Linked DNA regions of Sus scrofa: all the other regions are linked to region 1. A link is a contact called in public Hi-C and HiChIP or PLAC-seq data. All regions are on one chromosome and are shown on one strand. The core of a region is the stretch at or near the end of the contact, and the rest is flanking DNA. Distances in the headings are between cores, read along the strand shown. Region 1 holds the start of MARK2 (serine/threonine-protein kinase MARK2). Region 2 holds the start of RCOR2 (REST corepressor 2). Region 3 holds the start of NAA40 (N-alpha-acetyltransferase 40).

Region 1 (3,238 bases), core at 355-2,854:
GGAGCACATGCAGGGAAAATAAGGATGAGGCGAAAAAGGCAGGAGACTAATATGGAGATGAAAGGCAATCCTGAGCAAGAGCTACAGTAAGGAAGACAGGGTGGGGGTAGAGAAACCGGAAGGCAACAAGCAAGGGGGGAGATACTATGGAGAGGGCCAGAGGCAGGAGTGGAGACAAGGAAGCGTCACGGTCTGCGTCGCGGTCTAAGGACAAAAAGGGAAGGACGGTGATGCAGCGGGGCCGGGAAAGATCTGAGCAACAGGTTGCGGTTAATGGAGTGGGGCTGAAATAATGTCTTCCCCTCGGCAGGAAGAGCTCAGGGAGCAGACTGGTAAAGTGCTCACAGTGAGAAACAGGAGACCGGGGCACCCCAGAGGAAGAGATCGTGACCAATCCAAAGGCTCTGACGGGGGTGAAGACTGGAACCCCCAAGACAACCTGTGGGAAAACTATGCGCATGACAGCTGGATGGGAAACACGGAAGCAACAAATGCCAGCGCGAGGCACCAGGGAGCTCCTGGAGAAGAGAAGGGAAAGTGATGAGCCAAGAGTAGGCGAACGATTTGGAAAGGTGATGAGGGTGGAGCTGGTGGGTTGCAAGCAAGACGGCGAGCACAATGTGGAGAAGCAAGAGGCAGCATAAAACGCTAGGGAACTGGAAGAGGATAGGGACTGAGAACACACTCCAGGGCAAGGCCCCCGAGGGTGGGAACCGGGACTGGGAGAACCGGTGCGGGCGGAGGGGACGCAAGGCTGGAGGGATGGAGGAAGAGGTGGACAACGATCTGGGGCAAATCGCAGGGTGCTACTGGGGGAGCAGGAGGGTGGCTGCTTTAAGCGTGGGTGGAGGAAGACCAGAAAGGCCCCTGAGAGAAAAAGGGAAGAGAAGAGGAAGCTGGGGAGGTAACACGGAAGAGCGCAGGAGGGCGGTGAGGGGAGACGGGGGGGTCGGCAGAAAGACAAGTGTGCAGCTTGGAGTCTGGACGAGGTGGGTCCCAGGACAGGACTCGGAAGGGGGATGTGCGGTGCCAGGAGCCAGATGACAGGGCAGCCGAGGCTTACAGAACGGCAGCAGGGGCACGAGGAGAACTGAGGAGGGAGGAGGCTCTGCAAGGTGCAGGGGCCCAGCCAGAGAATTCGGGGAGCCTTCAGGCTCCTTACCTGCTCGGTGTCCCTCTCGTTCAGCGTGGGTAGGGGGGTCCGGGCGCTGGACATGGCGCCGGTATCTCGGGGGAGGGAACCGAGAAGCTTGGAGGAAGGGAGGGAAGGGAAGGCGCGGAGCCCGGCCGGGCGGGGCTTCTCACAGCAGGGGCACCCGCCGCATGGGCCCCGGCCGGGGGTGCGGGGAGGCCGGGCTGCCGCTCACGCCAGCCCGGGGATGCGCCGCTCGGGCTAGGCCGCGCCGGCTCCGAGCGGCTCCGGACCGCACCCCCCCGACCCCCGGCTGGGCTGTGCCGCCTTTCGGCCGGGCCGCGCCGCTCCGCCTACTCTCTGCCGCCGCAGCCGGCCGCCTGCCTCGCTCCTCCCCTGCCCTCAGCGGCACTGCTCCGCGCCCGGCACCCAGGCAGCCGCCGCCGGACCTGCTGCTCCCAACATGGCCGCCACCACCGCCGGCCCTCGGCTCTTTCCGCCGGCAGCAGCCGGAAACATCCGAAGCGGCTTGAAACGGGAGGGGGGCGCGCCTTCTCCTCCCGGCCACGGACTACGGGTGAATTCCGGAAACACCCGAAGAAGGTAGCCCCGGGGACGCGCGCACCTCCTCGATTCCGAAGATCAAGCTTCGGCTCTGTTTACGGAAATCCACGAAGCCTCCCCGGGTACTCCAGCGATGCCCACAGGCTTTTCCCCGCCCACTTCGCGGGCTCTCGGCTGTTTCCGGAAACACCCGAAGCTGCTCCTCGTGCCGTGAGCCGGCCACGCCCCCATCCCGCCCAGCAGCCGACGGCGGTCGTCGGCCATTTCCGGCAACACCCGAGATCGGGCGAGCTTCGGGTCATTCCCTCGGGTGGTACCCAGATTCTGACTCTTCGTTTCTTTCCGTCAGTTTCCGGGTATTTTCAAACCTTGAACAGGGAGTGTGGATCCCCTGTGCGTGTTACTATTTGACTAAATAGAAAACGAAGCTGTTAGCTATTGGCATCCTTTGGTTCTAAAGTCAGCCCATAAATTCCATTTCATTTCTCATCCAGTTTATCTATCAACATGTGTGTCATCTGTCAGATGCAGCGTTAGTCTGCTACCTGTCTACCTACCGTTCATCACCTGCTATTGTCTATCGTGGCTTCTATTTATCTATCCATGCATCCCACATCTAGTCCACAGGGCTCCTCAAGGTCTCAGGCAAGCACTAGGTCAACGTCCTTGGCTTCCAATGCCAGAGGCTGCAGAGGTCCCCCCAGCCCTGGCATTCCACCCCCAGCTCTGCACAGTGAAAATGCTGTGTGATCTTGGAAAAACACATAACATCTCTATGTTTAGACTCCTCAATGTCCCTATCTTGAAAGAATCCATGCCTTTGTTCCAGTGATGACATTCTAAATAACATCTTTGAATTTCAGTTGCCTTTTTTTTCCTTCAGAAAAAAAAAAAAAGTCTTTTAATTGTTCAAAATAGCACAAAATGACATCGCTCTATGGCAATATTGAGTCACACCAGTTCCCTTTTTAAATACCCCTGTGAGGTAGGGCAGGAGAGACATTCTCGTCTTAATACACATTTCAGTTATCCCTTCTAAGGAAATTCATGGGAAAGAAAAGAGCAACTGGCTGAAAATGAAGATTCCTTAGGATGGCCCAAAGAATGAGCACCTGGAAAAATCCCTTTCCTTCCCTGGGTCTCAGCTTCCCTATCAGTAAATTGAGACCACCAGATTCATGAGCTCTGGGGTCCCTCTCATCTCTGCAGGGCCCCTATCTTTAACAGGAAGTCCATGTGCCAACCTGAGTCCTCTCTTCAACTACCCCGTAGACTGTCTCACCAGGGAGAGGCAGTAGGCTGACTGATCTGATTCCCCTGGTTCTAAGTGGCCCCCACTCATCATGCCCTAGTCATTTTAGAAAACCATCCCCCCAAACTCACCCTAAGATAGGCAGAAGCGAGAATCCCCACAAGAGCCAGAGACCAAGGTCGAGCAACAAGTCAACAGGAGTTCCCTGGTGGTGCAGTGGGTTAAGGACCTGGCATTGTCACCACCATGGCTTGGGTTGCTGCTGTGGCCTGTGAGTTCAGTTCCTGGCC
Region 2 (3,311 bases), core at 258-2,757, 69 kb before region 1:
TGTCTGGCGGGGGCCGAGAGAGTTCGGGATTGGCTGGAGCTGCCCCCGCCTTTGGGAGGAGGGAGACGTGAGGGGTGAGGGGAGGCCTTGCTCAAGGTCACCCTCCTTTTCTCTCCCAGCATCCCTGCTCGACCTTTGTCCCCACTGCCTCACCTCGTGGAGGGAGGAGGCGAGATGCCCAGCACACAGAGGACAGAGGAACCCAGCAAAGAGGAAGGCTTTCTGGGCTACTCTCATTTATTTATTCAGCAAATATTGAGTGCCTACTATATGCCAGGCACTGAGAACTCAGCAGTGAACACAGTGGGTGGACCGGATCCCTGCCTGGGGCCCAGCAGGGAGAGAGTCACAAAAATAAACAGTCACACAAATAATGTAAACTTGGGTCCCTAGCAGTGTGGCAAAGGCGCTGAACCTGAATGCCTGGGTCTGGCTCCTCCGGGGATCTCAGGGCCGAGGAGGCAGGCCTCAGACAGGGCCAGTGGCTCTGGCTTTGTGGAGGCCTGTGGGCAAGGGGGGGGTCCGGGGCGGAGCCAAGCCTCAGTTTCCTCAACTGGAAAACGCAGGAAATAAATGTACCCGGATCACAGGCGTTGCCACCAGGCGGCCTAGAGCCCTCAAAAAGCAGGCGCCGCCGCCATCATCCTCCCAGAGGAAGGGTGAGGGGGAGAGCATCAGTGAGAATGGCGGGGGAGGCGCTCCCAGACCAGCAGCTCTCACAAAGCTCAGAGCTGGCCTCAGGGGGGTGAGGGACCTCAAGACTAGGGCTGAGCTGCTGAGCTTCCCAGGCCCCTAGTCGCCTAGGGCTGGAGGAGGGGAGGGGCCGTGCTGCTGCCTCCCCCCCCCCACCCCGTTCCAGCCACGTGGCACCTCAGTGCCCTGTCCTGGGGGAGACGGATTCCCGACCTGGGGCTGGCTGGGGGAACGAGGGAAAAGGGTGAGGGCTGTGGGGAACCGCTGAGACCAGGTCCTGTGGCGTGCCCGCTCCATCCTACCCCACAGCCCCAGGGCAGGGAGGGGGTGCTGTCTCTTTAAGAGCCTTCAGGCTGCTGGGAGCAGATGGCCAGGACGGCCGGGGCCCCTTGTCCTTTGTGTGGCTTTGCACAAAAGAGGGGGCCAGCTGGGGAGGGGGCGGCTGCAGCAGGTGGGAGGGTGGGGCCTTGCCCCTCCCCCTCCTAACCCTGTGCCATTGCCCCTTGGGGAGGAGGGTGCTCACTAGGCTTGTGCCTCCTCTCTGGACACCGTGGACCCCACAATCACCCCCAAATTCCTAGGCTAATCCTCCCGTGTCGTGTCCCACCTCCCAGGCAGAAGTCTCATCACCCTGGGGTCTAGGGACTTCCCCTTCCTTCCCAATTCCAAGGGGAAAAAAAAAAAACCCTCCTCTCCCTGCCCCCACCCCGGAGCCGAATCTTCCTCTGGCCCTGAGCTCCAGGCTCTAGGGAGAAGTGAGAGCAGAATTAGGTTCTTAGCGGGGGAGGGGTGCTAAGGAGAGAGGGAGGCCAGTGGCTGGGGGTACCTGGGGCAGTCCTGGAGGACAGAGGCCAAAATAAGCAGGAGGCGGAGGCCTGCGGTGGGGCGAGGAGCTGGGCCCTGACCCTAAGTGTGAGTATAGAAAAGAGGCCACGGGGAACTGGGGAGCCCAACAGAGGCCCTGCCTAGCGGGGGACCTGTGTGGGCAAAATGGAAGGCTCCATCATAGGAGAGGGCTGTGTGCAGCGATGGCTGCCTGCCAGGCAGGAGGGGACAGAGATGAGAGGCTCCCGGAAAGATTGGAGGTGCTGGGGACAGGGTGGCACCCTGCCGCTCAGGAGGGGTCAGCCTGGGGAGGTTCTTTCCATCTTGTAGCAGACCCCTTTAGCTCAGACCTGCCCTTGGCCCATTCATTCTCCTTTGTCCAGATCTCCCCACCCTAAGGCTTGGTGCCCAATCCATGATTTAAGAGGAGGAAAAAGGCCCTATAGCTCTGGCCGGAGGTGTGGCGGGCAACGTGGCCGCCGGCTGGGTGGTCCCTTGTGGCCCGACAGCACGGGTGGGGTCGTGCCTGACTTTGCCTGGCTGCCCGCAGAAGCCCCCAGGACCAGGAGGCCCCGGCCGGGTCGTGGCCCGACCGCAGGACCCTGGCCGGCTGGCCGCAGGCAGCGGGTGGGGGCGGGGATCCCTGGCTGGGCCCTGGGTTGCTTCTAAATTTAGGAATCTGATTACAGAGTGGCCGACGAAGGGAAGGGAGAGGAGGGTGCGAGTGCAGGCTCAGCTCAGTCTGGGCACAGCGGGGTGTGCCCGGCTGGAGGTGTGTCTAGGAGTCTAGGGCTCGGGTGGGAGGGGCGACAGGAGGGTGGGGGCTTCGGCCTGTGTGTGCTGCAGCACGTGCCTTCGGCGGCGGGGACGGGCACCGGCGCTGCTCGCAGGCTCAGAGCCGCCGCCGGTGTGTGCGCTGGCTCTTTGTGTGCCTGGCAGGGTGGCTGGGTCTGGCTTTGAAAGTCTCTGCCCACCCCCCCTCCCCCATCTCCGTCTGTGCCGCTCTACCCGCTTCCCGGTCTGTCACTCTGCCCGTGCTTGTCCTGGGGGAGGGGGATGCTGCTCCTAGCTGGGGTGACACTGAACCCAGTGGGGAGGGGACCCAGCGCCTCCCTCCCCCTGCAGTCCAGAGCTTCCCCTACACTTCCCACTCCCCAGCCCGCAGCCCCCTGTGCCACTGTTTTGGGGTGCGCACTGCAGCAGTTAAAGGGAATTGAGGTGACCCCTGGGGACCCACAGATGTACCAGAAGCCAGGCTTCGGCCCGGTAGCTCTTGAAGGAATTCATTTCTCTCCTGTCCGGCCTCCCATCCGCTCTGGCCCCCAAGGGCGCATGAAGGGGGGGGTCCCCCCTGCGGAAGGGGGGGCGGGGAGTTCCTTAGCAGGAAGGGAAATGGAAGGAAAAGCTGGGCTCCACCCGGGCGGGCGGGCAGGCGGCCTCAGGGCCCCCAGGGCAGGCGGCAGTAACCTGAGCCCACTGGTGTGTGGGGCTGGTGTGCGCGTGGGTGGGGCTGACCCCCCCCCCGGCTACTCCTGGGGAGCCGGGGGGGGTCTCCCCCAGGGGCAAGTCTGGGAGCCCCCGGGGCCCGCAGAGGGAAAAGCTCTCCACCCGGGTCCTGACCCCACCCCCTGGAGGTCTAGCCCCGGCCCCTAGGCCCCGCCCCCCGGGCCCTCCCTCCCACCCCAGGGCCAGATGTTCAGCTGGCGGAGGCATCGGCTGGGGGAGGGGTGCTGAGGCCGCAGCCGGCACTACTTCCCTGCCAGCAGCTTCATTGTGTGCGCGAGGAGCGAGCG
Region 3 (3,189 bases), core at 468-2,967, 86 kb before region 1:
TAGACTTGACTTTCTACACAGTATCCAAAAGTCCTTGTTGAAACACGACAAATATGTTTTGACATTGAATTACATAAAGTGCTTGGACATGGATTAGACAACTATTTTTGTCTAACAAGTTGATTCATTCAGTCAATACCTATCTGAGTGGAGAGGAAAAAAAAAATCTAGGTTAATAACAGTAGGGACAAACTGAAGTTAAAAATAGCACAAATCTATTTTAGATTACCAAAGGCTGAGAATACAGGCAAAAATAACAACCACTGCTATTTAAGAGGCACCTATGTAGTTGTCTACATCCACCCTCTCACTGGATCCTCACAACTCTCCTAAGAGGGAGGTATCATCAGCCTCGTTACAAAGACAAGGAAATTCAAGTCCCCAAAGGCCATGTCACTGGCACACTATCATGCCACTGGCCAGAGAAGATGAGGCTGGAATGGAGGTCTCTCTGGCTCCAAAGTCAGGGCTTCCTAAAGGTGGTGGAAATTGGATGGAAAAAACTAAGATACAGGGTATTGGGGAGAGCCAGTTACAGTCTTAGCAGAGTGATGCTGCTCTAACTGAGATTTAGGAAGATGAATTCACAGAAAAATGAGAATAAGTTCCTCCCAACTCTCTTCCAGCACATGCCAGGGGAGGCCATAAAATGTACCTCCAGGCGGCCTCCTGCAAAACAGGAGGTCACTATCCATCCGTGGCTGGGCCCATGACCGGTGACCCTCCACTGGCCCCGGGCTCACCTTCTGTACAGCCACCCGCAATAAGAAGACAACTAACAACCCAAGTAATAAGACCCACGTCAGTGCATCTGGGAGCCTTGAAAGCAGGCCTCTGTCGAAAAGGAAGAGAATGTTTTCGGAGCGGGAAGAACCTGGTGGAGACATTTCAAAAGAAACCGGGGAAACTAGCTTCGCTGGGAATCCCAGTAGTGGGAAGCGCAGCGGCCAGGGATTCGGGAGGCCTGAGTCGGGGTCTGGCTCCCAGTCACCCCCTGTGTGACCTTGGCTGGGTGCCCTGCTTCCCTCCAAGCCAGTGTAGGCCTAGAATGTGGGAAGCCGCGAGGCCGGTGCAGCCGGGTGATGGGTGACCCCTGGGGGCGGGGGGGGGGGAATAACCCAGGGACTGTGCGGGGGTCTGGGGGAGGCCAAGAAGATAACACATCCTGGAGGAAGTGAGAGGTGGGCGCGACGCGAGGGGCAGGGGGCACCGAGGGGGTGGGGCCCGGAGAAGGGGGCTCCCCAGCAGATTCCCGGGCTGGGCTGAGCGTGGGGACACTCAGTCTGGGGAGGTCGGGTCATGTGGGGGTTGGGGGTCACGTGAGGCCGGAGGGGGTCGGCGTCACGTGAGAGGGGGTTCAAGGAACAAAGGGGGCGCAGGGGGCGAGAGAAGCGGGGAGCCCGTCTAGCCTTCGCGCCTCCTGTCCCTGCCTCACTCACCCCCATGGCGGCAACGGCGGCGGTGGCCCTCAGTTCCTCCTTCCCACACTTGCCGGCAGGGAGGCGGCAACGGCGGCGGCGGCGGCAAAACCTGAGCGGCGGCGGGCCCCGCACCACGCATGCGCTTCGCGGGCTCCCCGCGCGCCCCGGCGGGCACCGCGCCGGCGCAGAGCCGGGGGAGGGGACGAGCCGGGGGAAGGCGCGCAGGTGGAGAGCCGGGGAGGCGGGCAGAGGGTCTCGCACCCGATAGAGGCAGAAGGCGCAGAGCGGCGTCGCTCTGGGGATGACGTAGACAGGGCCCGCCCACCCCTCGCCAGGCTGTGAGTGTAGCTATGGCAACGTCCCGGGAGAAGCGCGCCCCTGGACAGCTGGCTGGGTGGCAGCGCGGTTCCCGAGCTTCGCTCCCTCTCTGCTGCGGGCCAGGGTCTGCCGACGAACAGCCACCTTTCCCAGCCTACCGAACGCATGGAGACCTCTGAAATACCAGCCCCTCCTACAACTCTCGGGCAAAGAGCAAGTCTTTGGGGAAAAAGTCTTTGCCACCTTTTGGTCTTTTATCTAGGTTCCCAGGCTAGGGGTCCAATTGGAGCTCAGCTGCCGGCCTATGCCACAGCCACAGCAACGCGGGATCCGAGCCGCATCTGCGACCTACACCACAGCTCACGGCAACGCCGGATCCTTAACCCACTGAGCGAGGCCAGGGATGTAGCCCTTGTCTTCATGGATACTAGTCAGGTTCCTTAACCACTAGATCTTAAACTCTTGAAATTCCTTTTCTAACCAGAGTCATTCATCCATCTTCTAACTATTCATTCGCTCTCTCAGTAAACATTGACTAGCAACTACGCCTACGCTGTGCAGAGCCCAGGGGGCATAGAAAGGCGCAAGATACTCTCGCAGTCCAAAATTACTGTTTAGAAGGAAGACAGACACGACTGTTTAATGGAGAGTGGAAGGTGCTGTGAAAATGAGACATAAGGCGCCCTGGACCATATTAATTTCAGTCTATCCCAACAGACCAGTGTGCCCCCCACTTGACCTGCCTCAGAATCGCTTGAGCCTGTGTGCTGTGCACACCCCCGGGGGCCTCCCCTAGAATCTTCAGGGGTGGAGCCAGAGTCTTCCCTTCTAAGAGTTCCCCAGGTAGGGACGTACTCATGACAGTCAGAGAACTGCTGCCCAAGACAAGCTTCATAGGCTTTGTCAGGTTTTGCCCCTCATCCCATCTTCAGTGCTCAGCGCAGTGGTGGCCCCCAAAGAACCAGGCAAGCAACACCTGTTGAGTGTCTACCATATGCTACACACACTGTTGCAGAAATCAATGCAAATAAAAAAGAGAAAAGGCACTGTCCTCATAGAACTTGTATTCTGGAAGGAAAAGACAGATAATGAACTGAATGAACAGGTAAAATACATACAGATGATATAGGGTCTACAGAGGAAAACAAAGCAGAGAAGCCACATGGGGAAAGCTGGGTTTCTCGTTTTAACTAAGATGTTCAGGGAAGGCAAACATGAGGTGACATCTGAATCAAGATCTGCTGGAAATGAGGGAGAAAGCCACAAGGCTACCCCGGGGGAAAGGCATTCTAGACTGAGGGTACAGCTAATGTGAAACTCCCCAGTAGGAGCACAACTGGAATGCTGGAGGAACTAGTACGACGTGGCTGGAGCACAGTGGGGCCAGCGGGAGAATAGTGGGAAGTGAAATCAGACAAGTAAGGAAGGATCATTTAGGGCTTTGTAGGTT

Evidence for each region. A called contact is a pair of places that touch in the nucleus more often than the background predicts. HiChIP or PLAC-seq counts read pairs in DNA pulled down with a chosen protein or histone mark.
Region 2: a contact with region 1 is called in an H3K27ac HiChIP or PLAC-seq map of skeletal muscle. The contact joins the promoter of RCOR2 here to the promoter of MARK2 in region 1. A contact is called at or near these places in 4 of 5 promoter capture datasets (fetal liver, fetal skeletal muscle, liver and 1 more), 15 of 47 Hi-C or Micro-C datasets (blood, embryonic fibroblasts, fetal liver and 9 more) and 2 of 2 datasets of contacts at active chromatin or transcription factors (alveolar macrophages and skeletal muscle).
Region 3: a Hi-C map of retroperitoneal adipose tissue shows a contact between it and region 1, with 2.4 times the contacts expected there. The contact joins the promoter of NAA40 here to the promoter of MARK2 in region 1. A contact is called at or near these places in 4 of 5 promoter capture datasets (fetal liver, fetal skeletal muscle, liver and 1 more), 25 of 47 Hi-C or Micro-C datasets (adipocytes, adipose tissue, alveolar macrophages and 15 more) and 2 of 2 datasets of contacts at active chromatin or transcription factors (alveolar macrophages and skeletal muscle).

The regions. Positions count from the first base shown.
Region 1 is chr2:8,214,363-8,217,600 of Sscrofa11.1, forward strand. MARK2 (serine/threonine-protein kinase MARK2) reads right to left here and starts at 1,605. Exons shown (of 18, transcript XM_021082895.1): 1 at 1,163-1,605. The coding sequence starts at 1,216.
Region 2 is chr2:8,145,173-8,148,483 of Sscrofa11.1, forward strand. It overlaps RCOR2 (REST corepressor 2), which reads left to right and starts at 1,508. Exons shown (of 13, transcript XM_021082899.1): 1 at 1,508-1,605.
Region 3 is chr2:8,128,358-8,131,546 of Sscrofa11.1, forward strand. NAA40 (N-alpha-acetyltransferase 40) reads right to left here and starts at 1,718. Exons shown (of 8, transcript XM_021082889.1): 1 at 1,440-1,718. The coding sequence starts at 1,445.